4 separate regions of the Mus musculus genome follow, and all the other regions are linked to region 1. A link is a contact called in public HiChIP or PLAC-seq and promoter capture Hi-C data. All regions are on one chromosome and are shown on one strand. Each heading gives the region's core, a stretch centred on a gene start, on an enhancer-like site or on the middle of the called end of the contact. The rest is flanking DNA. Distances are from core to core; before and after follow the strand shown.

Region 1 (6,488 bases), core at 2,452-4,951:
GCTTCAGCAAGTAACAGTATCCAGCCAGGATTGTTTTTATTGTGTTTATTTTTATGGTTACCATCTGTATATGGCTATCCTTATTGGGTTTCCATTTATGGTAATGATATAGAGTTTCCCCATTTTAAATAGCCTCAAGTTAAGAAAAAGCAAATTAAGTTACATTAAAAATTATGTAAGTAATAGTATAGATGGTACTTAGTCACGGTAAACCATGAGAGGGTGGAGTTTGTACAACATTGTTTGATGGAAAGAAAGCAGGGATTAGCAGGGAGAAAGCCAGTCTCAGCTTGTTTCTATCTCTTAGCCAGTCCACACTGCCCAACAAAGAGAAGCTATCAAGCTGAAGAACTTGTCGTCTATAGAGGCTTTGCAAGAAATTCAAAGTAAGAACTATTCAGGAACAATGATGAAAGCAAGCGTCCAGGAGTCTCTAGACTTTAGGCTCACTCAATAAATACGATTATCGAGTCTGTGTGTTCTAGGCACTGGTGTAGGCCCTGGGCAACGTGATCTGGACCGAGAAGAGTTAGTAAGTTGGTTTCGAGTCTCTCTGCTTCTCTAGATTTCAGTGGATTCGAACAGAGCTCGACTCAAATACAGGAGTAATAAACATTTGAAGGTGTGGTGCCACAGTTCTAGTTCAGAGAGCTGAATCAGTCTTCAGGGAAAGCAGAAGAGTGTGTGCTCACATGGATGTCTGAGTCATGAGAGAACAGAGGCTGCGTTCCCAAGTGTGGCTATGACCAGCCCATGACCGTGACTCCGACCGCAGATTTCAGCTGCAAGAATCTGCGCACTCAGTGCACACAGAGCACATGAGCTGCCTTCCTACCTTAGCTTCCACAGGTCAGCCGACCAAGGTGACCACAGGTCACCGAAGTTCACTTTCCCAAATAGCAGTTTAAGATGAGCAGAATACATCATTTTCCTCAGCCCTGGCTCCTTCTTCCCCTCCCCTTCCCTTTTCAGTCCCCTTTGCCCTCCCTCCCTTCCTTCCTTCCTTCCTTCCTTCCTTCCTTCCTTCCTTTCTTCCTTCCTGCTTGCCTACCTGCCTGCCTGCCTGCCTGCCTCTTTCCTTTCCTTTCCTTTCCTTTCCTTTCCTTTCCTTTCCTTTCCTTTCCTTTCCTTTCCTTTCTTTTCCTTTTCTTCTTTTGGACTGGATCTTGTTAGGTAATGCAGGCTGACCTTGAACTTGGGATCTTCCTGCTTCAGCTTCCAAGGGTCCTGAAATCACAAGGTTGCACCAGAATACCCCATGTCCTGCTTTCACAGTGGCTACTGACTCCTTAAACAAAACCAAACCAAACCAAACCAAACCAAACCAAACCAAACCAAACCAAACCAAACCAAACCAAACCAAACCCCCAAAACCAAAACCTATGTGAATTCTGCTTCACTAATTTCCCTTGTGTTTTACAGAAGGTGCCGGCATCAGACGCCTGTGTCCGCAGGCTTTTCTTGAGTAGGACTTGGAGGTTGTTTGGTTAGGGAAGGACTGAGATAAGGTTCCTCTTGGGGTGTGGGTATCTGGGGTTGTGCAGGGTAAAGCTGGCTATTAACTGGGGATAAGGGGAAAGGGATCAGCACTGATTCGACTCACCAGAAAGAGAAATTCTAGAAATTCCCAGTGGTTCATGCCTGTGATCTCAGCACTCTAAACACCGAGGCAGGAGGATTGTGAGTCCAAGGTCATCTCGGGATGTGCATGGATACTCTTGCCTTTATAATTTTCATACTTATTACTGATTCAATGACATTGAATAAGCAGAATTCAAAACAGATTCCACTTACTTCTTCTCTCTCTCTCTTTTTTTCTTTTGAGACCAGGTTTCTCCGTGTAACCTTGGCTGTCCTGGATCTTGCTTCACAGACCAGGCTGCTTGGAACCCAGGGATTTGCCTGACTCTGCTGTCCAAGTGCTGGGATTAAAGGCTCACCGCCATACCAGACTCTTTACTGTGTTTTAATGCCAGTGGTAGGAAATATAGCTAGCAATGTGGCTCTCACTTGTAGTTTACAATGGATGTTTATGGCACACCATGATGCAGGGTGGTATCTCTACTACAAAGGAGTCCTCAGTCGGTGAGGCCAATAGGAACATATTCCAGGGCAGGTACAAGACACCAGAACACGTGGAGATGTGAACTGGAGCCTCCCCCAGCCTTTGTTGGTTTCCTTCTGTTAGATCGCCATTCTGTATAGCTCCCGTTATTGTCAGAGGTCCATCCCTCTGCTCAAACACTGATGCTGTGTCCCTGACACGCCCAAATCAGGCCAAGTCTCAGCACAATTAGCTGATTTCCCTGCCAGTTCCCCTATCTCCCCAGGGGTTTTGATCTCTGGCCTAAGTGACTTTCTAGTTTCAGTATCACTCTTCAATTTTTTTTCATCATTTCTGCTGGTCCGGGTGTTGAGAATGCGCCATCGATAACCCTCCATTTCCCTCTACGCAATTACCAAGCTTTAGTCTCACACCCGTCCCCCTTCTTTTTCATTCGGATAGTCATCTTCCACAGAGGTTCCTACAGAAGTTCAAACTCTCCTCCATAACTCTTCCTCTCCTAGTTTCTTAAGATTAGAACTTTGTCTTCTAGGAGGCATAAAACTCAAACAGACATATGAACAAAAAGCCGCTGAATTGAGATAGGCCCTGAGCCCAGAAATTAGAAAGGATGGCTTGGAGAATCTTGTGGGGGAATGGAGACGCCTCACTCGTTGTTAAGGTCACAACCCTGGCAAATGAGTCAATAACTAAGGTCCTGCCAGGCTGGAGTGATGGAGGTTGGGGGCAGCTAGGCTGGGTGATTCAATTGGAACAAAGGAGGCAGCCACTCTTTTCTATTTGAAAACCTGAGCGAGCTCTAATCAGCCTAGCGCTAGGGCTTTCTCTAATACCTGGGGAGGGGGGTGGGTGTCTAATCTGACCTTTTCAAGACCCTTCAGTGGGTGTGTCTTCAGACGTCTGGGGGGGGGGAGGCGGGGAGAGTGTGTGTAAAGGTGGGCGAATAAGGCAGCGTTTGTGGATGGTGACCCGGGTCTCTAGGGGATTAGAGGGCTTGTGGGGCAGAGGTTTGTGAGGCACCAGGAAACACACCAGGTTTCATTACTTGCAGCGGTGAGCTCTGGGCTGGGAAACTGAAGTTGTTGCTAGGAGGTGCTGTCTGGGACGAGCCTGGTCTAGAAGGACTGAGCGTCCGCGGGACTCACTCAAGGTCATTGTTCCTAGCAACACGAGGGCTGTGGGGAGTCGGTGTGAGCTCCGAAATCTTTAAGGTCAAGACTGCTTTTGTGTTTCCCCGGCAGTCAGTTCACAGCCGGCCACGTGGGAAGTGAGCAAACTAAGTCCTTCCAAATCGAACTAAACTAAAAGACAGGAGACAAAAGCACAGGCTCTTTCCCACTCCACGCCGATTCTACCCACGCTTGCAAGTTATTCTTACTCTCCCGGAGCGGACAAACCCAGGCTGAAGGGAGCAAAGTCCTAACCAGGGAAGAACAGAGGGGTCCGCTTGAATCCCCTAGGAACGTAGGGTGGGCGAGTGGGCGTGTGCACAAGCACGTGCCCTCACGCAAGAGTGCGGGGGGGGGCGGTGCGGGGGGGGGCGGTGCGGGGGGGGGGGGAAGGGAGTGGTCTCCATAAGGGGGAGGGGAGAAGGCAGGGGGGCGGGGAGAAGCAGGCTTTTTAGGACCCGGCAGAGGCGGGGGAGGAGAAAGAAGGCAAGGAGGCGTCTCCCGCATTCGTCTGGGCCGTGCCACCTGCCCGCTAGCTCGCTGCACTACCGTTGCCCACAAGCCAACATGCTGCCGAGATTGGGCGGCCCCGCGCTGCCGCTGCTCCTGCCGTCGTTGCTCTTGCTGCTGCTCTTGGGCGCGGGCGGCTGCGGCCCCGGGGTGCGCGCCGAGGTGCTGTTCCGCTGCCCACCCTGCACGCCCGAGCGTCTGGCCGCTTGCGGGCCCCCACCCGACGCGCCCTGCGCCGAGCTGGTGCGAGAGCCCGGCTGCGGCTGCTGCTCCGTGTGCGCACGGCAGGAGGGCGAAGCATGCGGCGTCTACATCCCGCGCTGCGCCCAGACGCTACGCTGCTATCCCAACCCGGGCTCCGAGCTGCCCCTGAAGGCGCTTGTCACAGGCGCGGGTACCTGTGAAAAGAGACGCGTGGGCACCACCCCACAGCAGGTTGCAGGTAATGCGGACTGTGAGCACTAGTTTTGGGCTTGGGAGAAACTCTCTCGTAGCTCAGCGGGTTCTCCTGGCTGGTGACTCTCACGTGGGAAAAGAGAGTCCGACGGGACCCTGGGACTGATGTAGAGGAGAAAGAGCTTAGACCTTAATCAGATCCAGGGAGACTCTTGAGAGCGGGAACCCGAAAGACAAACCCGGGAGGGAGGCTGCGGGTGGAGCAAGCGGGATTTGATGGGGTAAAGGAGGAGAGGAAAGATACCTTGCCACCAGGGTCTTCCTTAACGGGACTTAGCGGGGAGGAAGGTGGTCTGATCTAGGGGCTGAGGGGGTGGAGGTGGGGGTTGAAGAGCCTGTAGGAACTTGAAACTCATTTGAAACAAAACTTGAGTCAGTGACCACCGGTCGAATGTTTAGCGGTGGGCGTGCTGCTGGCTGCCGCGCACAGGTGACACTGCAGACCTCGGGTGAGAAAAGATCGAATGGAGAAGCTCCTTCCTTCTGGCGTTGGGAGGTGAGGAGAAGGGTAAGGATGCACGTGGAGAATGGAGCGGGCTCCATCTGTGTAACTTAAGCCGGTTGGCCAGCTGCGTTCCGGCACCCTGGCTGTGCGTCTGGGCCTCCGGTCAGAATGCTGGAGCCGCTTGAAAGCCAGGGGAGCTACAGCTCTTAACGCGGGTGTGTGTCACACCGTACCTCCTCCTAAATCTAGGGAACTTTTTCTGTCTCACGGGATGGGGAAGGTGGGGTTCTTTGTTAAGGAGCCCTTCTTTCTCAAAAGAAAAAAAAAGTTAAGGGACACAAGCTGACTGCGAGGAGTTCACTTTTTTTTCTTCACGGTTTGGAGAAAGCTGCAATTGTCTTGGGGACAGCGCTGAATTTTAGCTAATGTTTAAAAGGAGGCTTTTACTATGTTTCTTAGACTGGGGGTAGCCTGGAGAGATAGGAGAGAGAGAGAGAGAGAGAGAGAGAGAGAGAGAGAGAGAGATAGGAGAGAGAGAGAGAACAAATATCTTCCCTGTTTTTCGATTTCTTTGTGCGCCCCTCTCTTTCCCTGGCTCAGCCACTGTCCCTTTCCCAATGGAGTCAGAGGTCAAGTTTGAAGTCTTGTAGTTCTTGAGGCATTTTTGACCTTGACTACAGAGCAAGGTGGAGCTTCCTCAGAGGGGAGTCCCAGGGTTTCTTCTCTCTCAGCCTTGGGTTTGATCCTTGCTCCTGTTTCTAGGTAATAATAAAGGAAAAGAATTCCGCTTCTCAGGCCCCTTCCTCCCTTATTACCTCTGGAGCCCCAGAGGAATTTTCTTCAGCAGGCCTTGCAGAATCCTCCGGATATTGACTGTTTTACTAAATCTGGTGTACTTTCCTCTCAGAGTTTTATTTTCCTCTCAGAGTTTTATTTATTTTTTCCTCCCCACCCTTCGTTGCTTTCATTCTAAGCCTGTGAAATTCAGTCTTTCTGCTTCTCAAAACTCTTAAATAGGTTGGAGTCTTCTGCAGGCAACAGATGTGGCAGGTTCCCTGGGTCACTTTTCCTTACTGGCTGCGGGGATGGGGGTGGGGTGAGGGGGGTTGTCAGGGAAGCCAGGGGACAATGGGGTGAGTTCATGGGAAGAATGTCACTCTGGATTTTCTGCCTGGTTATGGGACTCCGTTCTGCTGGCTCATTCGAGTGGCCGCCTCAGCCTTCTCTGAAGGTCCAGATGCCTTCCACATTTTTCTCTTGTGTTTCTGTCTGGAAGAGGGGATGTTAACCAAGGTAGGGGGTGGGGTGGGGGCGGGAGCTGGAAGCTCAGAAGTGATCAGCTGCACAGCAGGGCTCTCAAAGGGGTCGTTTGGGAAGGAGCCTGGTTTTGCCAGGTTGGCCAGATGAGAGGCAAAGGTAGAGGCTTCTGGGCTCTTTGGGTTGGGACAGGGACTCTAGAGGCTGTACTGAGAAGGAGATATTATACATGGTCCAGACAGACCTTAGCAATGAGGGAGGCCGCTCCCCACCGTCTTTGCCCATCTTCTGCCTTCTCTGAAAGCTGAACCCTCCTCCCCCAAGCAGCATTTCTCTCTGAGCAGGTTGCTTTTGAGAATTTTAAACATACCCTCTTATTTCCACGCAGCGAACCCCAGCAGTTCCGGCTTTGCTGTTAGCTCTTTTGTCTTTGTTCCCAGGGACTCGGGGACTGTATTGCTGGCTTCCTGGGGATGGCAGGAAGGCAGGGGGTGGGGGGTGGGCACATTAGTGAGTAGAAGAAGTAAGTGGCTGGTCGTGATCCTACATCCCAAGGGGTGATGGGCTGGGCCTTTTGGTTCATAGA
Region 2 (5,940 bases), core at 1,088-3,587, 1.1 Mb after region 1:
TAAATTCCCCCCAGTGGGTGGCAGGGGGATTTGCTTAGCTTGGCCTCTGCCTTTAAGAGGAGTCTCTACTCTGCATAGGATTTGGACGGAGAGCACAAAGGACTGATACAAGAAACAGATGTCAGCTCCTTCCAACCCCCAGAGGCAGAAGGCCAGAACTTCCAGAGGAGGGAAGGGAAGGTCTCCAAGGCAACTGCATCAACCAACAAGCAACATGGAGCCTTTGGGAAGGGCTTTTGGAAAGGACTAAACTGCATCATCTTGCACATGGTGCTCCCAGTGGAAAACAAAGGAATGACCAAGTCACGCTCTGGAGTCTCCAACCACAGCAGGCTTCTGTGGTGGTTCTGATCTCAGGGGTCCCCTGGCTTTCAACCAGCACACCCCTGAAACCTCTAAACTAACTCCCCCTACAGCTGCCCTTCAGCAGTCCTCTTCATATCATCATCCGACGGTGGCTGTGGCCACGATGGAGGCCAAGACCCCTACCACATCCTATCCTGGCAGAGGGCAGGCAAAGAAGAGCAAGGGGCTCCGTCTTCCCTGTCCCCACGTCCTGTTCAGTTCACCACAAACGCTGCCCATGTTAGCTTCACCCTGCCTCCTCTCCATCTTCTCTCCCCACAGCTGGCCCAAGGTATGGAATCCATTATTTCACTGTGCTGGCTTCCAGAATCCTAGAATACTGACTTCCCAGGTCTCAGCAGCCAAGGCCCAACCCTGAGGGTGGGAATCCTAGGCCTGATTATCTTAAAGTCTCATCTCTGCCATCATCAACACCAGGACTAATGAAGGGACTAAGGTCACGTGAGCTCGGGACATGAACACACCTCTGGGACCCTCTCCTTAGCCACAGGCAGGAGTGTATGCTTGTACACATACATGTATAAATACACACACACACACACACACAAAATGTTGGCCTTCAGGAATATAGCCAGAACAATCCAGTGGGACTCACCCTTAGGGAACCTAATCCCCTCTCATCCTCTGCAAAGGGATCTGCACAGCCCGCGTGGTCCCCAACCCCTCCCTTGCCACAGCCACACAGTTGCAATGGCCCGCACCACCCAGGTAGCCTTCCTGCTTGATGTAAACAGCAAAGTGCTGGGGCAGAAGCACTTCACTCACACACAGTTACTGTGATGCCCATGCATGGACTCTGGGATGGAGGCTCTGGGGCCTGTCAGAGAATAGCAAGACCAGCTGCCAGTGGTACACGTGATGTACAGAAGGCAGAAGGCACACTAGAGTCTCCAATTTGTGCTGTTAATCAGAGGCAGCTCTCCTACCTGCACAGTAGAAACCAAGACGGACTTCATCCTGTCTGTCCCAAACTTTCTCTGCTCAAATAAGCAAATAAGCCCCTACCTTCAGAATACCCTGATTTCCAGAAAAGAAAAATAGAAGGTGTGTCAGTCCAGAGAAGGGGCTGCCGGGGACATCTACAGAGAGGGGGTGGTTCTGGACAGCTGGAGCCACAGCAGGCTCTGCCAGCAACACTAAGCTCCCAGAACTCGAGCAGCCTCTGGCTTCAATCCCGCTCCTCTTTCCTCCAACCAGGACCTGCCCAGCGCGGGCCTCTGGGAAGTGTGGACCAGCCCTGGCCCTCCTTCTCAGTTTATTCCTGGCAGAAACATTAGAGAGAAGCAGACACAGCCATTGCTTCTCTAATAATGTTGTGACAAAGAGCAACTGGACAAAAGTTCTGGGGGGATGGAACAGAGTTCAGACCCAAGGCAGAGGGAGACATGTAAGAACGGCCTTCGGTTCCAGGGCCACCCCTCACCAGACCGCCACCACCACAGTCTCTGGCAACCTCTCTGCTTTTTCCCTGTTCAGGGGTCCTGTGCTGACTTTTGAAAGGAGATCTGTTTCTGTTGGAGTGGGGGGACAGAACCTTCTCACCCTTCCTTTCCTGGCACTGCCTCAAAGCTCAGGTCCATAGAAGGCAACACTAGAGTAAGACGCAGCCTGTGGTGTGATGAGTTACCAGAAAGGGTAGTCAGGTAGCAAGTATAATTGAATTTTTCCAGATCCCTTCCCTGTCATTGCCAGGATGGCACATGGGAGCATGCTCTGACCTGAGGCAGAGGGATGGACCAAGTGATCTCCAAAAAGTGAGGGGAGTGCAGGACAAAGTTTCCCCTTGAAGAAAAGGAAAGATACCACACACACACACACACACACACACACACACACACATTCCACTGCCATAAGGCTGATCATTCCCAGAGAGTGGTCCATGTCACCAGCAGCCAGGCAGGGCACGCACAGTCTTGGAACACAGTGGCTCACTGTTGTCCCCCTTGGCAAGCCCATCGTTAACCCAGAGTGCTTGCAGAGCTATGGTCCCTCTCTTTAGTCTCTTTCTATGAGAGGAAGCCTGACACAGTAGAGGGGAGACAAGAGAACCTCATTGTTCCTCAGCCAATTGGTGACTCTGGATACCAGCTGACAACCAGGGTCAGAGAAAGAGAGAGCCGGAGAGAGACACAGAGAGAGACAAAAATAGAGAAACACAGAGAGAGGCAAGGAAGAAGCAGAGAGATAGAGAGAAAGGCATAGAGGCATAGAGAAAACAGCCACCTCACACCCCCAAAACTGACTGAATATCAAAAGGGCCCTGCTCCATAAGCAGGCCTTCACTGAGGGCTTTCTCTGTCTCCTGGCTATTCTTTCTCTCTAAGCCTTTGTTTACCACATGGATACAGACAGGAGCACACACACACACACACACACACACACACACACACACACAGACAGAGAGACAGAGAGAGACAGAGACAGAAAGACAAAGAGACAGATAAACAGAGACAGACAGACAGACAGACAGACACAGAGACAGAGAGTGTATATCTTAGCCCCACAAGAAGGGCCACAGAACAAGTGACCTGGTTGGTCCCTAGCTTTCCCTACAGCAGACCTTAGTTAGGAACATAGGAAGCTAAGGAGGAAAGCAAAACCAACAAGGGACTCTGGAAGGTTCTTCCCACCCGGCTGCTGAACACTGAGAAGTGGGATACTCTGATGGTAAGGAGGTGGCCTTTCAGCTCAAAATGCCCCACAATCAGTCCTGTGTCGTCCTCTAAGGGCTATTTTACGCGGGGCTGGCACTGGATCTGCACCCAACACCTGAGAGCTGCCACACATCTAGGAGCAGTGTATTGTCAGCCCTGCCCTCAGTGCCCCTGAGACAGCCCTACAACTAGAAGGACAGTTCTCCGCCCAAATGTCTTAAACCAGATAACATGCATATGATTACATCTCTATTTAGAGACAGATATAGAGCTATACACATACAAATACACGCACCCTCTCCAACACTTTGACAAAGCACTGCCACTCTTTCTGAGTCACACGGATATACACTCCAGAGTCACACAGAGTCACCACGGTCATCAACAAAGGCATCTCCCATAGACCCACATACTTGTTACCCCCCCACCCCCCACAGACCCAATTCTTCTTTCCAGCCTTCCAATCTCCAAAAAGACTGGGTTCCACAGCTCCGGTGGTTGGACTGGGTATCCGGCTCCATGCCCAGGGCTCCAGAAGTAAGGATCCAGGATGGAATCCACCTGCTGGGCCAGGGCACTAGAAAGCCACACAAGAGCACACTAGCAGCTCTAGGGCAAGCCATGCCAGCTCCCCTCAGGACAGGTTCACTGCTCCAGAACCCGAATAGAGCCTGGGCCCAGCTTATGCTACATCCCTCATTGCTGGGCCAAGAAAAAGGCAGAGGGAGAAGAAAGGAGAGGGAGGAACAGGATGCCAGAGCCATCTTCCCAATATCTGTCAACTGGTGCTGAAGGGTCCATGGGGCAGCAGGCATTACATTGCTATCAGGAGTGGAGATCCCCTTTTGCCAAGAACTGCTTAAGGCCATGGCACTGGGGAAACTAGGGTACATGGCTTCCTCCCTGATACTGGCCTTCAGAGGTAGGAACGAGCAGAAAAGGTAGCCTGTATGTCCCAGAAGCTGGGGATACTAGTGGACACAGTCCTAGAATCAACTTAATGGGAACTTGATGTAGGACCAGAATATCTATAGCGTGTCAAATCACTGTGCCACATACGCAAGGCAGGGCTTTCTAGACTCGGGATGTGGGCTCTAAATAGTTGAGAGGCTCATCCAAAGTCACAGATGGGCACAGGCCAGGTAGGTACAGGAAGTGGGTCCTAGCATCAGAGAGGTAGTGGGTAGCAAAAAAGATACTGGGACACCTCTTCTTGTCTTACATGTAGTGGTCCCAGGGGAAACATTGTCTGGCTCTTTCTGAGTCTTGGCCCTGAAGGCCAAACCATCCCATCTGGGGTGGCTGAGGATAAGCAGCTGGGACCCTCACTGGACACCTCACTGGAAAGGCCATCATCTTCCACAGGGCACCCTGAAAGGTCCCTTAACCGCTTCCAAGCCTGGGCTCAGCAGGCAAGGCCAAGCTAAAAGCATCAGACCTTCAGCCAAGCAGAAGGGAGGGAGGGAGGGCCTGGGCAGGAAGGAAAAGAGGAGAGAGGTTCGAAAGGAATCTCATGGGGAAGAGGATGGGAGAGAAGCTGGGAGCTAAAGCAAGGGCCCAGAGCTTCAGAGGAGGAGACTCGGAGGAACCCACCAGAGAGGGAGGCAGATCGGCGCCAGTGGGGAGAGGGTTGGAAGCCGCGGCTCTGCCTCAGGCTCTGTAGTCTGGCATTGTACACTGTCCACCCACACCCCAGGGGAGCCGGCAGGAAGGGGAGGCACCAGGCAGAGAGAGCACCCACCAATGGCACAGGGGACAGGTGGACATGGGACACATTGAGAAGGCAAGGAAACAAGGCATTAAACAACAGGAAACAGAACAACAACAACAAACAAAAAAAAAAAAAAACAAAGAAAAAAATCAGGGTTAGTCATTGTTCCGACTTCGGGATTGGGCCACACATTGGAGGGAGGTGGGAAAGGAGGGAGACAAGAAGACAGGGTGGTACAGGACCTCTGCTCCACCGAAGAGCAGGTAGCTTTCCCTTCTAACCCCAGTAGAGAGAGGAGGTGGCAGACAGTCTGGGGCCTGGAGTCCCATTATTCCCCATGTCAGTCACCCTACAGCATCCAAAAGCCCCACCTTCTCTCAAGGGCACCCACCCTTCTAAGCCCAGGACAGCCTCCCAATCTGGGAACCAAGGTCACATCCCTTGCATCCCTCAGCCCTTTGTACCTCAATCACACTAGCCTGAGCAATCCTCTCCCCCTGGTGCCCTCATTCTTTTAGCTCCTGCCCAAAGCCACTGGGTACCACTAGTGGAGGCCTTGGGATAAGCCTACAGGATGCTATAGAAGGCCCCACTGCATCGCACTGTCCTCTCCTCCCTGACTAACAAGCTGCTGTTGTGTCCCACGGTCTGTGCCAGTGGCTGGTACTTCCCATGTACATTCTGTCTGGCCCACGTCTGGTTGCTTCCTCCCAGCCTTGCTAAGCTCTTCCGTGAGTCACCGGCTATTAGAATCTGACCTTCTCAGATGCCTCATGGGCACCTCACACTGATTTCCCTCTTAGCCAGCTCCTCCCATGTTCCTGCGTCACCCAGGAACACCTCTATTGTTTAGCTGTTCAGGATGAAGACCTGCCTTTGTTCTTTTCTTTTCCTCTTATGTTCCACATCTAGCTGGTTTGTAAATCTTCCCAGCTGAACCTCTCAAACAGTCTACCATTTTCCTCCCATCTCCTCCGTGCTTCCTTCCGTGCTGATCAATAGCAGCCACCTCTGGAAGGGCCTCCCTCCTCCCATCTTGGCCACACAGATCCTTTTAGAAGAAGCCAGGTGATGTCACTATTTGGATCCTTTCTAAGGCTTCTCAGAACACACGCACGCCCACACATGAAAACTCTAAGTTCTTAGAATCACCCGCCAGACCAAACTTAAATTCGCTTCATTTCCATTACCTCTAAGAGCTCGTGGGGG
Region 3 (6,105 bases), core at 3,097-5,596, 1.2 Mb after region 1:
GTGCAGGAACTCATTCAGGCCAGAAGCATCGGATCTCTGGAACTGCATTTACATATTGTTGGAAGCCATTCCACACAGTGCTGGGAACTGAACTCAGGTCTCCTGCGTGAGCAGCACGTGCTCTTACCTGCTAAGCCAGCTCTCCAGCCCTGATTTTGGATTCCTGGTCTACCTTCACCCAAAGAAATCACCGTGACAACTCAGTAGAAACTCCCTCATGCCAGGGACCAGGGGGACCAGAAGCGGGCCATCAATAAACATGCATGGATAGACCATCCCAGCCATTCTCCCTCCACCCAAGTCAACACCAGGGCTTCATCCTAAAAGTGCCCAGAAGAGTGAATAATGAGGAATGGGAGTTTCCTAGACCAGGCTCACCTCCCCATTGCTCCTAGAGTTCTATCTGCCACTCCAGGAGGGGACTGTGACTCCCTGAAAGGTATTGGCACTGGGTGTCCCACCAACCTAGAACTTCTGAATGATCCCATACTGCAGGGACCAGAAATGTGTATCTCCAACGGGGTCTCAGATGGCTCTAAGAGCAGACAACCCAGCCCACGCCTGACTGCTGTTAACTACAGGGTGACCAAAAGGAGGTTGCTTGTCCTTGCTGCCCACCAGCATGGCTGCCTAGTGAAATGCATGTTGAGCAAGTAGAATAAAGGCCCCCTATGAAGAGGGCCTGTCTCCCAGCACAGGCTAGTCCTTACGGCTAACCTCTTACCCTGAGGTTCCCCCATAACATGGAGGTCCACCTCACCCAGTCCTAGTCAAACCCCTGTCAGCCTTCTCTGAGCCATAAGATTTAGTATAAAACTACAGGCCTCAGCAGAGCGGGAGAAACTCGCCCTTCCTGCCAGGGATCATCTGAGTACTGTCCCCTCTGCCCCCACCCCTTCCCCTTGCCAGCTGGAGGCCAGCCATGGGCAAGACTCACCATCAGTCAGATGCCTTCAACACACTGTCCCACATGTCTCCCAAGGAGCTAAAAATTTCCAAACACCCAGACTGCCCTCCAGAGTTCATAACCCCCAGCCCGGCATGTATGCACCCCCTCTACCCTAGTTCTCCAGGACTAACCACTACCAGCCTTAGATTACCTGAAAACAGAAAAGTGCAGGGACTGGTCCCAGCTAAGCAGAGTCAGCTAAGGCTGCCCAAGCTCACATGGCACAGTGGGGAAGCTCCTATGGACCCACTAGGACCTGCTTTGGGTCACCCTGTAGTTAACTGCAGTCAGGCATGAGCTGGGCTGTCTGCTCTTAGATCCATCCGGGACCCTGTTGGAGATACTCATTTCTGGTCCCCCCAGCTGGGAATTCAGAAGTAGCAGCCTCAGACAACTGCCCTGATTACACCACAAGTGTAAGCCCCCATACAAGGACACACACACACACACACACACACACACACACACACACATATACACACGCATGTACGCACGTACATACACTAACTCTCTGGTTGACTTTTAGTCTTAGAAAGAAAAAGATGTTTAGTTTTTTATGTATGTGCATGCATGTATGCACCTGAGTGTACATACGTGTACTGTGTGTGTGCAAGTACCTGTGGACCAGAAGAGAGCATCAGATCACCTAGAACTGACGTGTCTGGTCACCTGACATGGGTGCTCGGAACTGAACCTAGGTCTTCTGCAAGAGCAGTAAGTGCTCTTAATTATTGAGCCATCTCTTCAATCCCTGAGTTTTCTTCTTAGAACACACTGCCCTCCAACACTCTATTTTATACTTAATAACATCCTTTAGAACGTCCTGCCTCTCACTGACATATGAGCAACGTCCACTCTGAGGATAGAACAGTGCCCAGCACACTGTGAGCCCTTGGGAAGTATATGTGGTGTGAACAAGTATCCTTGCTCTCTTCTCTGATACCTTATTATGCTCAGCATTGATTGGCACCCAGCAGCATCCTAGGTCCCCTGAACATAGAAAAGCCTTTACCTTCATCTTTGTTAAGTTTTAGGTAAGGACCTTTTGACACCATATGTACAAAGGCATACACACATGTATAGACATAGGCACATGCACACTACATCCTCACATGCTGCTCCAAGACAAGTTTTAGAGGGCCTTGAAACTTTACCGCCCCCCGCCCCCGCATCCTAATCCATAATAGGAACTGAAGTACAGATGGAAGACCTGCCAGCATCTTGAATAAATACAAGGTCTGCCCCAGGCCTGCAGAGCCCATTCCCACGGTCACTTCCCTGCCTCTCTCCTGGGGTCAGTTGGCATCTCAAAGTCAGCTATGAGGCTGATTGATATAAAGTCTAAACAAGGACAATGCTGGCCTCACCCAGGGTCCCTAAGCCCTGCCAGGCCAGGTCTGGACATTGAAGGTGGATCCCCATCACACCTGTCTTGCATTCTGCACAGTATCCCTGTCCCTGAGACCACTGCTCACATCTTTGCACCCTAGCTGCCTCACTGCCTCTCCCTACAGCAGCCATGATCCTGAGGCAGCTTTTCCCAAGGCTAAAGCAAGAACAACAGCTTTGACTTGCAGCAGACTAGGGACCAGGTGCTGCTGCTTCCATTACAGCCCTGAAGGTTCCTTGGAAAATGACCTTAACTCACCTCACAGGGAGACAAGTGAATGGTGAAAGACTGCAGTGGTCACAGGTAGAGAACGGGCATTTAAACTCTGCCCCTTATAGGCTCACAGCCTCTCTCAGCCTCTTGCTCATTCCCCCCAACATTCCCCTCCCTCTGCTCTCTCTGTGCATGTGTGCGCATGTGTGCGCATGTGTGCATGTGCGTGTGTGCATGTGCGTGTGTGCATGCACCTGAATGCACAGATGTGGAGACCACAGATCAACATCATGTATCTTCCTCTGTCACCCTCCACCTTATTTTGCAATGGGTCTCAATGAACATAAGGCTTACTGATTTGGCTACCCTGGCTGGCCAGCAAGACCCAGGGCTCTTCCTGTTACCACACACTGCTGGGAATTCGGGTAAGCATCACTGGGCCTGGTTTTACACGGTGCTGGGATTGAACTCAGGTCTCTGTGCTTGCACAGCAAGCACGTTTCCTACTGAGCCTTCTTCTTAGCTCCATTCAACACACTTTTGGAGCCCCAAAGGCTGGCGACAGCAGACCCTTACCCAGGTCACCAGTAGGAACAGACATCTTTCCTGTACTTCCCTGGGAAAACTGGGGAATGGACTGCAGTGGGAGAGGCTACTATCAGACAGCAGAGAACTTCCTGAATTTGCTGTGAACCACAGGGTGGGTAAGGAAGCTGCATATCCTTTCTTCAATGTTTCCCCCAAAACAGACACGCATGCCTTTCCCTCTCTGTGCACGTGCTACCTCTCGCTGCTGACTGAGCCAAGAAGAGCATGTCCTGGAAGATTGGGAGGCTGGCCCACCTGCCTGGGGACCATGTAGTAGAAATTCATTGGTGGCCTGCTGGGAGGCTAGGCTGGGGGGAGGAGAAAAATGTATCTGTGGGCTGCTGTTCAGAGGAAGGAAATGCCGGGGCTTGGGGATGCCCCAGCCTGAGCCCAGGGCTCGGGGGCAAGAGGGAGGGTGCAGAGTGCAGACTCAGCCTCCAGAGGAACATTCTGTCCAGAACACTTCAAACCCTCAGCTCTAGCTTGCCAGATCTCTCTGCTCTTGTCCCAAGGGAAGTCTGTAATCTGGGCAGTTTGGAGCCAAAAAGACCCCGTGGCATCACATCTACCACCACATTGATGATCTGTGAGGTCACCCAGCACTACCTATCTTGGAGGGGGAAGGGCCTGGGAGGCAGAGGGGCCAACCAGAAGGAACTGGAATTGCTCAGACCCAAGACACAGGGAAGGCTATTCTGGGCTCACTTTTTCCCCAAAATAGAACCATAAGTAGATATGGGGTTGGGTGCTGAGAGGCAGGGGGACAAGGCATAGCATTTGGGGACATTTAGCAGAATATGACAATAGGCTGCATACTGGAGGCATGGCCTCATAACATCCCCATGAGGGCATCCTCTCAATAGAGATAATGACAACAGCAACCTATAGGCAGCAGCAGTGACAGAGGAAGCCAGAGACTCTCACCTTAAAAGCTTGCTTTGGGTCAGCTGCCTGCCCAGGCTTCCTGAGCCTTCATTCTACGTCAAGGTCTCAGGGGCTGGAGAAGGAACATTTGGCTCCTCTTCTGGCAATTTCCCGGAGGGTGCTTGCTTCTATGTGAGCCCAGGTCAGCCCTCCAAAGCTGTGTCCCTGCTATGCTCCACCCCAAAGCAACAAGAGGCAACAAAATGGGCACGGGAACAGCTGGGACTGAAGCAGGATCCTGGGCAGGCAGGAGGCCCAGGTGGCAGGGACGCTGACCTAAATGTTCAGGGTAGATTGCTGCCAAGGTCACTGCCTCTCATAGACACACTCAGCCATCAAGGGGAAAAGAACAGGCTCTGGTGATTAAGTGGAAAGCTATGCTGACTTCCACACACCCCCGAGAGGAGCGCCAAGCAAGTCCCTTCCTGTCTCAGCCCCTCCTCCAAGCCAACCCTAAGGGGCCCAGCACTACACCACGGGCTGAGGCTGGGACACCCAGGACCTCCTCTCCAGCCCCATATCAGGACCAGGCTAGAATACTGAGTATTCCCTCTGATCACAGCTCTCCTCCCACAGAGGACCAGGTCTACCATAAGGCTTTGCCTCCTCCGCATCCTTGAACTAATCTGGCCCAGAAACCCTAAGACCCTACTGGATGTCTACCCTAGTCCCTTCCACCTGCCTTCCCCTTCCTGTCAAGCCACCCCCAGCTGGCAGCAGATTCCCACTCTAAAACCCTGCCATGGGTCAATTGCCTGCTCAAGGACCCATAATGGCCCTTAGTACTTAGCTCTCAAGGTCCTGTTCTCCACCCAGACTGTGAACTCCTCTAAGCCCGGCCCCTCCCTCTCTAGTGCCAGAGTCAATAGCTGGCCCTTTCCTCTCCAGCAGAGTACATTCCCATCCCCATCTTGCCAGTCAGGGCCACCAAGTAGGTGTCCAGACCAAGGTTATACACAAGATCACAGGGTCTACTCTCCCCCAGCGAGAGCAGGCTGTCTGACTTTTATACCATATTTGCTTGCTTGCTTCTGCAATTTGTACCAAGGTGTGTGATCTACCATCTTCTAGAGCTCCCCCTACTCCTTCCTCTAAATCAGCCTGGCCACAGAGAACAGACTTTCCAAGGCGTAGCACAAGTGAGTTCATTTATTCTCCTGAAACCCAGGGCCCCCCCTGGTGAGAGTCTAGAGTTGGGCACAGATGCATTCTATGGTATGGTTTCCCTCTGCCTTGCCTTCTGATCTGGCAACCCTGTGTGCCCTGGTCAGCCATCCCAGGCCAGACTTATACCTCCTGGGCACAGCTCTGCCCCAAACACCAGGCTGCTAAAGCAGGCAGGATCCTCTCCCACTGGTGGTCAAAAAGAAGCTTTGACCTCTGACCTCTGGGGACCATGACACTTGCCTGCCCTGAGAAAAGACAGGATGTGAGCGGGCCTGAGGAAACCCAAGGAACATTCGCTGGCACCCCACACCTAATGGGTGTTAGTGACTAGTGAGGGGTTCCAGCAGCAGACATCAGTTATCAGTTCCCCATCCCAAGACAGCCCAGGTGGGCCATGTCTGATGTTTGAAACCTCTTCCTGCCTCACAAACCAACTAGCCCCATGACCATCTCCACCTCCTAAATGTTGCTTTGTTCTATTGTTCAATAGAAAACAAATCCAAACACCTCAAGAGCGGCTTCATGCTCCTAGCCCTTCTGGACTGTACAACCTCCGGTTGTGCTTGAATTGGGCTGTATGACCCCTCCCATCTCCAGCTGCTGGGGTCTTTGGGAAGCTCAGGCCCACAGACTCCCTCCCTTTGGAAGTCAGCCTCAGGTCAAGCTTGCCTTCTGGCATGGCTCCATTTTCCAGAATTTTCTAAAGATGGCCACCCATGCCCCTTTCAGCACCTTGGGATTAAATTCATCAGACCACAAAGCCTTCCCCCCCTGTCCCTCATCCCCCCCCCACCCCCCGTCACAACTCTTGATGGAGAAGATGAAATATGCAAGCTAGTCTCTGGTTTTCCCACACCACTGTCACTCTCTCCAT
Region 4 (6,110 bases), core at 3,152-5,651, 1.6 Mb after region 1:
AAAAGAATTTCCTCTTTCTTAAAAGGGCAATGAAAAGAGTGGGCCCAAAAGGAGTGGCTAAGGGAGAGGTCTGGGTGCCTGAGCAAGAAAGAGTACCTCCCCTCGCCTTGGTGCCTGCTGCTGGAGAAGATGGGATCCGAGATAATAAAGGGGTAGGGGGCTGGCAAAGAAAGCATCTCCAGATTCCCCTCTAATTTCTCCCGTGTCCCCCAACTTGGTGGACATTCAAGCGATTCACTTGGCACTAATTGGGTGCTTTATTTATTTTTCATTTATTTTTTAATTTTTTCTGTGATAAGCCCTGGGTTAGAAGTGGAAGAGAGGTAAAAGTCCCGAATTAAAGAGGATGTCAGCTGTCTGTCCAGGAGCTCTCAGGGCAAGGGGGTGGGAGGGCAAAATGAACTGGCAGGATGACACTGCGAGTTTAAGAAGACCACTGGGCCGAGCGTGGTGGCGCACGCCTTTATTCCCAGCACCCAGGAGGCAGAGACAGGCGGATTTCTGAGTTCGAGGCCAGCCTGGACTACAGAGTGAGTTCCAGGACAGCCAGGGCTGTACAGAGAAACCCTGTCTCGAGCCCCCCGGCCCCTAAAAAAAGAGGAAGACCACTGAGCACAGGATTGTGAACGTTAAATAAGAAAGGGCTGTCAGTGAGTGTGTCCACAATTCTTGGTTCTCAGATGCTGTGGAATGGGGCTGGGGGACCCAGAAGGAGGGAGAAGCTGATCGTATGACTAGTTGTGTTTAGGACTTAGAATTGAGCGCTGAGAAGGTAAGTTTGGCCCAGAACACTTACTGAACACTCACCTCCATAGGACTGAACTTCCCAGCTCCTCTGGCACAAGCTAACATGGCAGCTAACAACAGCCTGGAACCCCAGCTCAGGGGACAGGACACTCTTCAAGCTTCCAAAGGCACCCCAACACTCACTGCATACACTAACACATATACGTAAAAATAAATCTTAGCGACATTGTAGCACACTCCTTAATATCAGCGCTCTGGAGACAGAAGCAGGTGGATCTCTGTGCACTGGAGGCAAGCCAGCTCCGGCTAAGTAGTAGTTTCAGTCCAGCAAAGGCTACATAATGAGGCTTGCTCAAAATTAATAATAAATACAACAACAACAGCAATAATAAATCTTAGGGTCAGCAAGATGGCTCAGTATGTCAGGATACCAGTCACCATTCCCAAAGACCAGAGTTCTGTCCTTGGGACACACATGGGTGGATTCTCTAGCTCCACACATGTTTTGTGACACATGCTCACACACACAAAAATAATGATTTAACCCACACCACACCACAGGGTTTCTCTGTGTAGCCCTGGCTGCCCTGGAACTCACTTTGTAGAAGAGACTGGCCTTGAACTCAGACATCTGCCAGCCTCTGCCTCTGCCTCTGGAGTGTTGGAATTCAGCCAACCTGTCTGACTTACCAAGGCCCAAGATCAGGGATAAGGTTGGCCATTTCCAGCCAGGGGCCGGCACTTAGTGCTCCTCCATCCCCGTGGCGGCCCTAAAGACCTCAGCCCCAAAACTCAAATTGAATTTAAGGAAAGAGGCCTACCTTAGGGTTTCACCAGTCAGTCCTCGCATACCTGCTTCCGGGGAGCCAGCTGAGGGCGTCCTACCAGACCTCCCGTCCAGTCCATCCACAAGCAGGAAACTGAGGTGGTGAAGGGAAGGACCCTTGTCTCAGGTGCCCCAGAGTATCCTGCTTAGTCCCGGATAGCAGTCCACACCATTGTTTTTCTTGGGGATGAGTATTAAAATAATAATCATCTTAGGGGCTGGAGAGATGGCTCAGCTGTTATGAGCACTGAATGCTCTCCCAGAGGTCCTGAGTTCAATTCCCAGCAACCACATGGTGGCTCACAACCGTCTGTAATGGGATTCCTTCTTCTGGTGTGTCTGGTATACTCATATACATAAAATAATAAATAATAATCATAATAGATTGTGTGGGTAAAGCCCACCACCAACTGCTGGGTGAGGGGAGACGGCAGCAGAGATGGAGCCATGCTCCCCTGCAAGGAAACAAACAAACAAACAAAAACAAACACTGCCCCCACCCTCCGGACTGGCAGTTTAATCCTCACAATATAGCACTAGAACAGGGCGAGGGCTACGGAGCTTCTGGCAGAAGGTGGGAACTCTAGGCTCTCTGGCTCCCGAAGAGACCCCCCAGCTAAGGCCTGAAGGGGGTGATAGGTCTTTGTTTGGGGTGGCTTCTGAGGACTGGTGTGAGCTTACAGGGCAGGTTCATGAGTGTCAAGGTGGGGGTGGGATGTTAAGGAACGATGGAAATCTGAGGCCGCCAGCTGCATGGCCCAGTCGCTGGACCCGGGCTCATTCAACTTCGGGTCATACATTTCCTTTTGGGAAGTGTGCAGGCCCAGGTAAGAAAGCGAAGGCACCCCTGGTGGGCTTGGCCAAGAAGAGGCGCTCGGAGAGAGTTGGAAGGGCCTGGGTTGAAGGCTTCACTTTCCCAAGCTGTCCCCTCTTCTGTCATAAAGGCAAGAAGGGGATCGTTCCAAGGATCCCGAGTCAATTAAGAGCGCGCGCCCCTGGGCACCAACACATGGGAGGCAAAGACCTTGGGGTGTAAGGATGGCAGCGTTATGGCTCCCTAAGGGCAGAAGGGTCAGGGATCAGCGCCCCACACTCGCTGCTCGTGCGCACGCAGAGCAGGGGCCAAGCTCCCAGCCCGCTATCTGCTGGGAAGCCACAGGACGCCCACCCCACCACACCCGGCCACAGGGCCCAGGGGAGGAAGTGAGGCGTGCGTGTGAAGGCTGGGCATTCGTGTTTTTAAAATTAAGGCGAATGAAAGGAACTTTGTAAGACAGGAAAAATAAAAAATAAAAATAAACGAACCGCAGCCCTAGAGCGGCGCAACTGAGGGGCTTCCTGCGAGAAGGCTCTGTATGCAAACGCAGATTCAGGCTCTGGCTGGGGTGTGTCACTACAGATCCGGTGACACGTGTGTTTAAAATCTGAACGGTTGCGGTCTCAGGCGCCCAAGGGCGGGCGCTGGGCCCTCCCTCCGCGGGCGTCCCCTGAGCACTCGGGAGCACAGCCAGCCCTAGACGGGGCCCCTCTAATAATCACAGATAGGGGCGGTGGGGTGGGGGTGGAGGGCCTCTAAACAAGGTGGTATTTCTTCTAGTTCGATGGGATTTGGCTCTGCCAAGGACGAAGGGGCACGTTTCAAGCCGAGGGAACAGCACGTACAAGATACAAGGCGCCCTGAGCAGCAGAGGCTCGGCTTCTGCCAGGGTTTGGCAGGGGAAGAGGGCGAGATTTGCTACAGGACAGTCGGTAAAGGTAGGCGCCGAAGTGGACTTTTCAATCCTGGGATGTTCTCGAGACTGCAGGGAATGCTGATAGTTACAGTTGGATCACGAACATAATTTAGGACTGGAGAGGTTCATCAGCCGTTAAGAGAAGTCCCTGCTCATGCAGGCCACCTGAATGAGTTCAGGTGCCAGCACTCAAGGCTAACCACTGCCTCCAACTTCTGCTCCAGGCGATGGCGCCCTCTTCTGGCCATTGAAGGCTCCGGCATTCATACACATACACAAAAATAAAATCAATCTATCTACAATTCCACAATTTGATGAGTTTGCATAACTGGGGCTAGCAAAGAATGCCTTTGGGGGGGGGGAACGGGATATTCACAACGTTAGACAAAAGACCCATTGTAGAGGCGGTGAGAAGGCTTGGGGGTAAAGGTGTCTACTGGCCAGCCTGACTACCTGAGTTTGATGCCTCTCCCAAAGAGAGGAAGAAGAGAACTTCTGATCTCCACTCGTAGAACGTGTATCCTCCTCCACACATAAATATAACTTTAAATTTTTTAGGGGCTGGAAAAATGGCTCAGGGGCACATGTCACTCTTAAAAGGACTCTATTTCCGCTCCTAAGGCCCACACCGGCTATTAACTCCAGTTCCAGGGGGATCTGACGCCCTCGTCCGGCCTCAGAGTGCACTACAAATATGTGGAGTACATACATAAACATATATATTTTTACAGGCCATACACATAAAATATTTCAATTAAAAAAAAAACTAAAACCCATTTTACAGAAAGTTAGCGTCATCCCATTTTCCAGAGGAACAAACGGAGGCAGATCGTGTCAGCACTTTGGAATGCGTGGAGGTGGAGCCCCGACGTCCTCGGGCACTCCCCGACTGGGCGCCTGGGGCGGGCCTCAAGTCCCGGGGCTCGGTGGCCCGCAGCGGCGGGTTACGGCTGTCCGCTCTGCCACGCAGCCGCAGAACGCTCGGTCCGGCCAGCACACCGCAGGAAGAGAGGCGACGCCCCCTGGATCTCCGCAGCAACCCGGCCCGCCTCCCAGCCCGCCGGGCCCCAGAAGTGATGAAAGCTGCGGCGGAGTCCCAGGCGCGCCGAAGCCGTTGCCCTTTTAAGGGGAAGCCTTGAAACGGCGCCCGGGTTCCATGTTTGCATCCGCCTCGCGGGGAGGAAACTCCATGTTGTAACAAAGTTTCCTCCGCGCCCCCTCCCTCCCCCTCCCCCCGAGAACCTGGCTCCCCTCCCCTCCGAAGCTCGCGGGGATCCCTCCCTCCCACCCTCCCCTCCCCCCCGCGCCCCGATTCCGGCCCGAGCCGGGGGGGAGGCCGGGCGCCGGGGCCAGAGTCCGGCCGGAGCGGAGCGCGCCGGGCCCCATGGACAGCTCGGCCGTCATTACTCAGATCAGCAAGGAGGAGGCGCGGGGCCCGCTGCGGGGCAAAGGTAGGCGGGCGGCGGGAGGGCAGAACCGGACTAGGGGCCGTCCCCGCGCTGCGGTCGCTGCCGCTGTCCCGGGCGCGCGCCTCGGCCTGGCCCGGCCCGAGCCCCGGCCAGTGCGGCCGAGAGAGTTTGAACTCCGCGAGAGTCTGAGGCGCTGGGCGGGGCCTGGCGCCACCAGTGCGCTCGAGGCTTCTCGTAGTGGGGAAACTGAGGCAGAAGGCGAGCGAGGGGCTGGCGGGCTCCCGGGCGTCACCCCCTCCCCCAGTTTGGCGCCAATGGGACGAGAAGGTGGGGGTGAGGCGGCCACCCGGCCACCCGCTGAGGCTCCGCCCCCTCCAGGCTGAGGTCTGGAAGGGGTGCCGAGGTGACAGCGGGCTGGGGAGGCTTGCAGGGATCTCCCGCCAACTAACTCACAGCCAGGTTCCCACAAACTCGGGCGTCACGCGTGGAGGTGCAGACGACACCTTCGAAGGCAGAGAGCCCCTAGCCTTGCAAGACAGACTTGGGGGCCTTGTATCCAGCTGGGCACGCGACACCCAGGCTGCAACAGGCTAGGCCGGTTGGCCTCGGGCCTGTGCACGCTTGCACCCACCCTGTAAGGGGTGCTGCCCGCCTATGCGGAGCCCCTAAGGCTCGCAAGAGTGGGGCTCACCCCTCCCTCCCCTGTGTGAATTTCAAGATTGGGAAGTCACTCCGGGTTTGTCCACTGTCCAGTTCCTCGCTCTTTGGGGGTTGGGGGGGGGGTGGCCTGGAGGCAGAAAGGATTAGAGAAGAGGCTTGGTGGGGGTAGGTCTGTCAATTTAGACAGGCCGCTGCAAAGAGACGGGGCGGGGTGAAGGAGGTGGGGCCGGTGGGGCTGACAGCCCTGGGACACTGGCCTCTGGGCCCAGGCTCAATGGGGACTTTGGACTCACTGGGTAGACAGAATGGAGGGAGAGTGGGAGTGGACGACAGGGCCCTGAGCCCTGAAGGTCCAGAGCAGGGGATGCTCAGGTAACGTCCACCTGTGGGGTCAGATGATTGAGAACCAACCGTGAGAAAAATCGGTCCCCTCCTTAAGCCATCTACTTCTTAAAGTGGCTGCCTTCCTAAAAAGCCACACCAGATTTCCTTAAGACGCTGAGCTGCAGGGGCCCTGAAGTGGCCCGTGGTGGGGCTCATGGAAGCGGGGTTCTCTGGAGGACAGCCAGCCAGAGCCACCCCCATGTGTCTCCTGATGGAGGGAGAATGCTCACATTCTCTGTGCTCAGGGATTTGAGACTGGAGTGCATGCAGCCCCTGCAGGCCAGTGTGCCCACATTCACGTCTTGCTTCAGGTGACCAGAAGTCAGCAGTTTCCCAGAAGCCCCGGAGTCG

Evidence for each region. Promoter capture Hi-C pulls out the DNA fragments that hold promoters and counts their contacts. HiChIP or PLAC-seq counts read pairs in DNA pulled down with a chosen protein or histone mark.
Region 2: an H3K4me3 HiChIP or PLAC-seq map of stem cell-derived neural progenitor cells shows a contact between it and region 1, with 5 times the contacts expected there. The contact joins the enhancer-like site here to the promoter of Igfbp2 in region 1. A contact is called at or near these places in 3 of 39 promoter capture datasets (embryonic stem cells, hippocampal neurons and liver) and 3 of 115 datasets of contacts at active chromatin or transcription factors (astrocytes, embryonic stem cells and stem cell-derived neural progenitor cells).
Region 3: a contact with region 1 is called in a promoter capture Hi-C map of liver, with 2.5 times the contacts expected there. The contact joins the enhancer-like site here to the promoter of Igfbp2 in region 1. A contact is called at or near these places in 6 of 39 promoter capture datasets (embryonic stem cells, hippocampal neurons, liver and 1 more), 3 of 115 datasets of contacts at active chromatin or transcription factors (embryonic hindbrain and embryonic stem cells) and 1 of 9 other capture datasets (liver).
Region 4: a contact with region 1 is called in a promoter capture Hi-C map of embryonic stem cells, with 3 times the contacts expected there. The contact joins the promoter of Ctdsp1 here to the promoter of Igfbp2 in region 1. A contact is called at or near these places in 1 of 39 promoter capture datasets (embryonic stem cells), 1 of 484 Hi-C or Micro-C datasets (embryonic stem cells) and 1 of 115 datasets of contacts at active chromatin or transcription factors (astrocytes).

Annotation. Positions count from the first base shown.
Region 1 is chr1:72,820,779-72,827,266 of GRCm38.p6, forward strand. It overlaps Igfbp2 (insulin-like growth factor binding protein 2), which reads left to right and starts at 3,702. Exons shown (of 4, transcript NM_008342.3): 1 at 3,702-4,186. The coding sequence starts at 3,802. Gm30847 (a long non-coding RNA gene) reads left to right here. Exons shown (of 3, transcript XR_001778983.2): 3 at 1-459.
Region 2 is chr1:73,942,279-73,948,218 of GRCm38.p6, forward strand. The region is part of intron 19 of Tns1 (tensin 1); the gene reads right to left. Among named protein-coding and RNA genes, the nearest start is that of 6030407O03Rik, 81 kb to the left of the region's middle. Within about 2 kb of position 2,338, at least 68 of the 459 cell types and tissues checked have an H3K27ac peak or open chromatin away from gene starts, as enhancers often do. A contact at or near this core is called in astrocytes and stem cell-derived neural progenitor cells, where this site is marked.
Region 3 is chr1:74,004,310-74,010,414 of GRCm38.p6, forward strand. All of the region lies in intron 4 of Tns1 (tensin 1), which reads right to left. Among named protein-coding and RNA genes, the nearest start is that of Gm39664, 24 kb to the right of the region's middle. Within about 2 kb of position 4,347, at least 129 of the 459 cell types and tissues checked have an H3K27ac peak or open chromatin away from gene starts, as enhancers often do. A contact at or near this core is called in liver and trophoblast stem cells, where this site is marked.
Region 4 is chr1:74,387,208-74,393,317 of GRCm38.p6, forward strand. Ctdsp1 (CTD (carboxy-terminal domain, RNA polymerase II, polypeptide A) small phosphatase 1) reads left to right here and starts at 4,402. Exons shown (of 7, transcript NM_153088.2): 1 at 4,402-4,757; 2 at 6,071-6,110. The coding sequence starts at 4,691.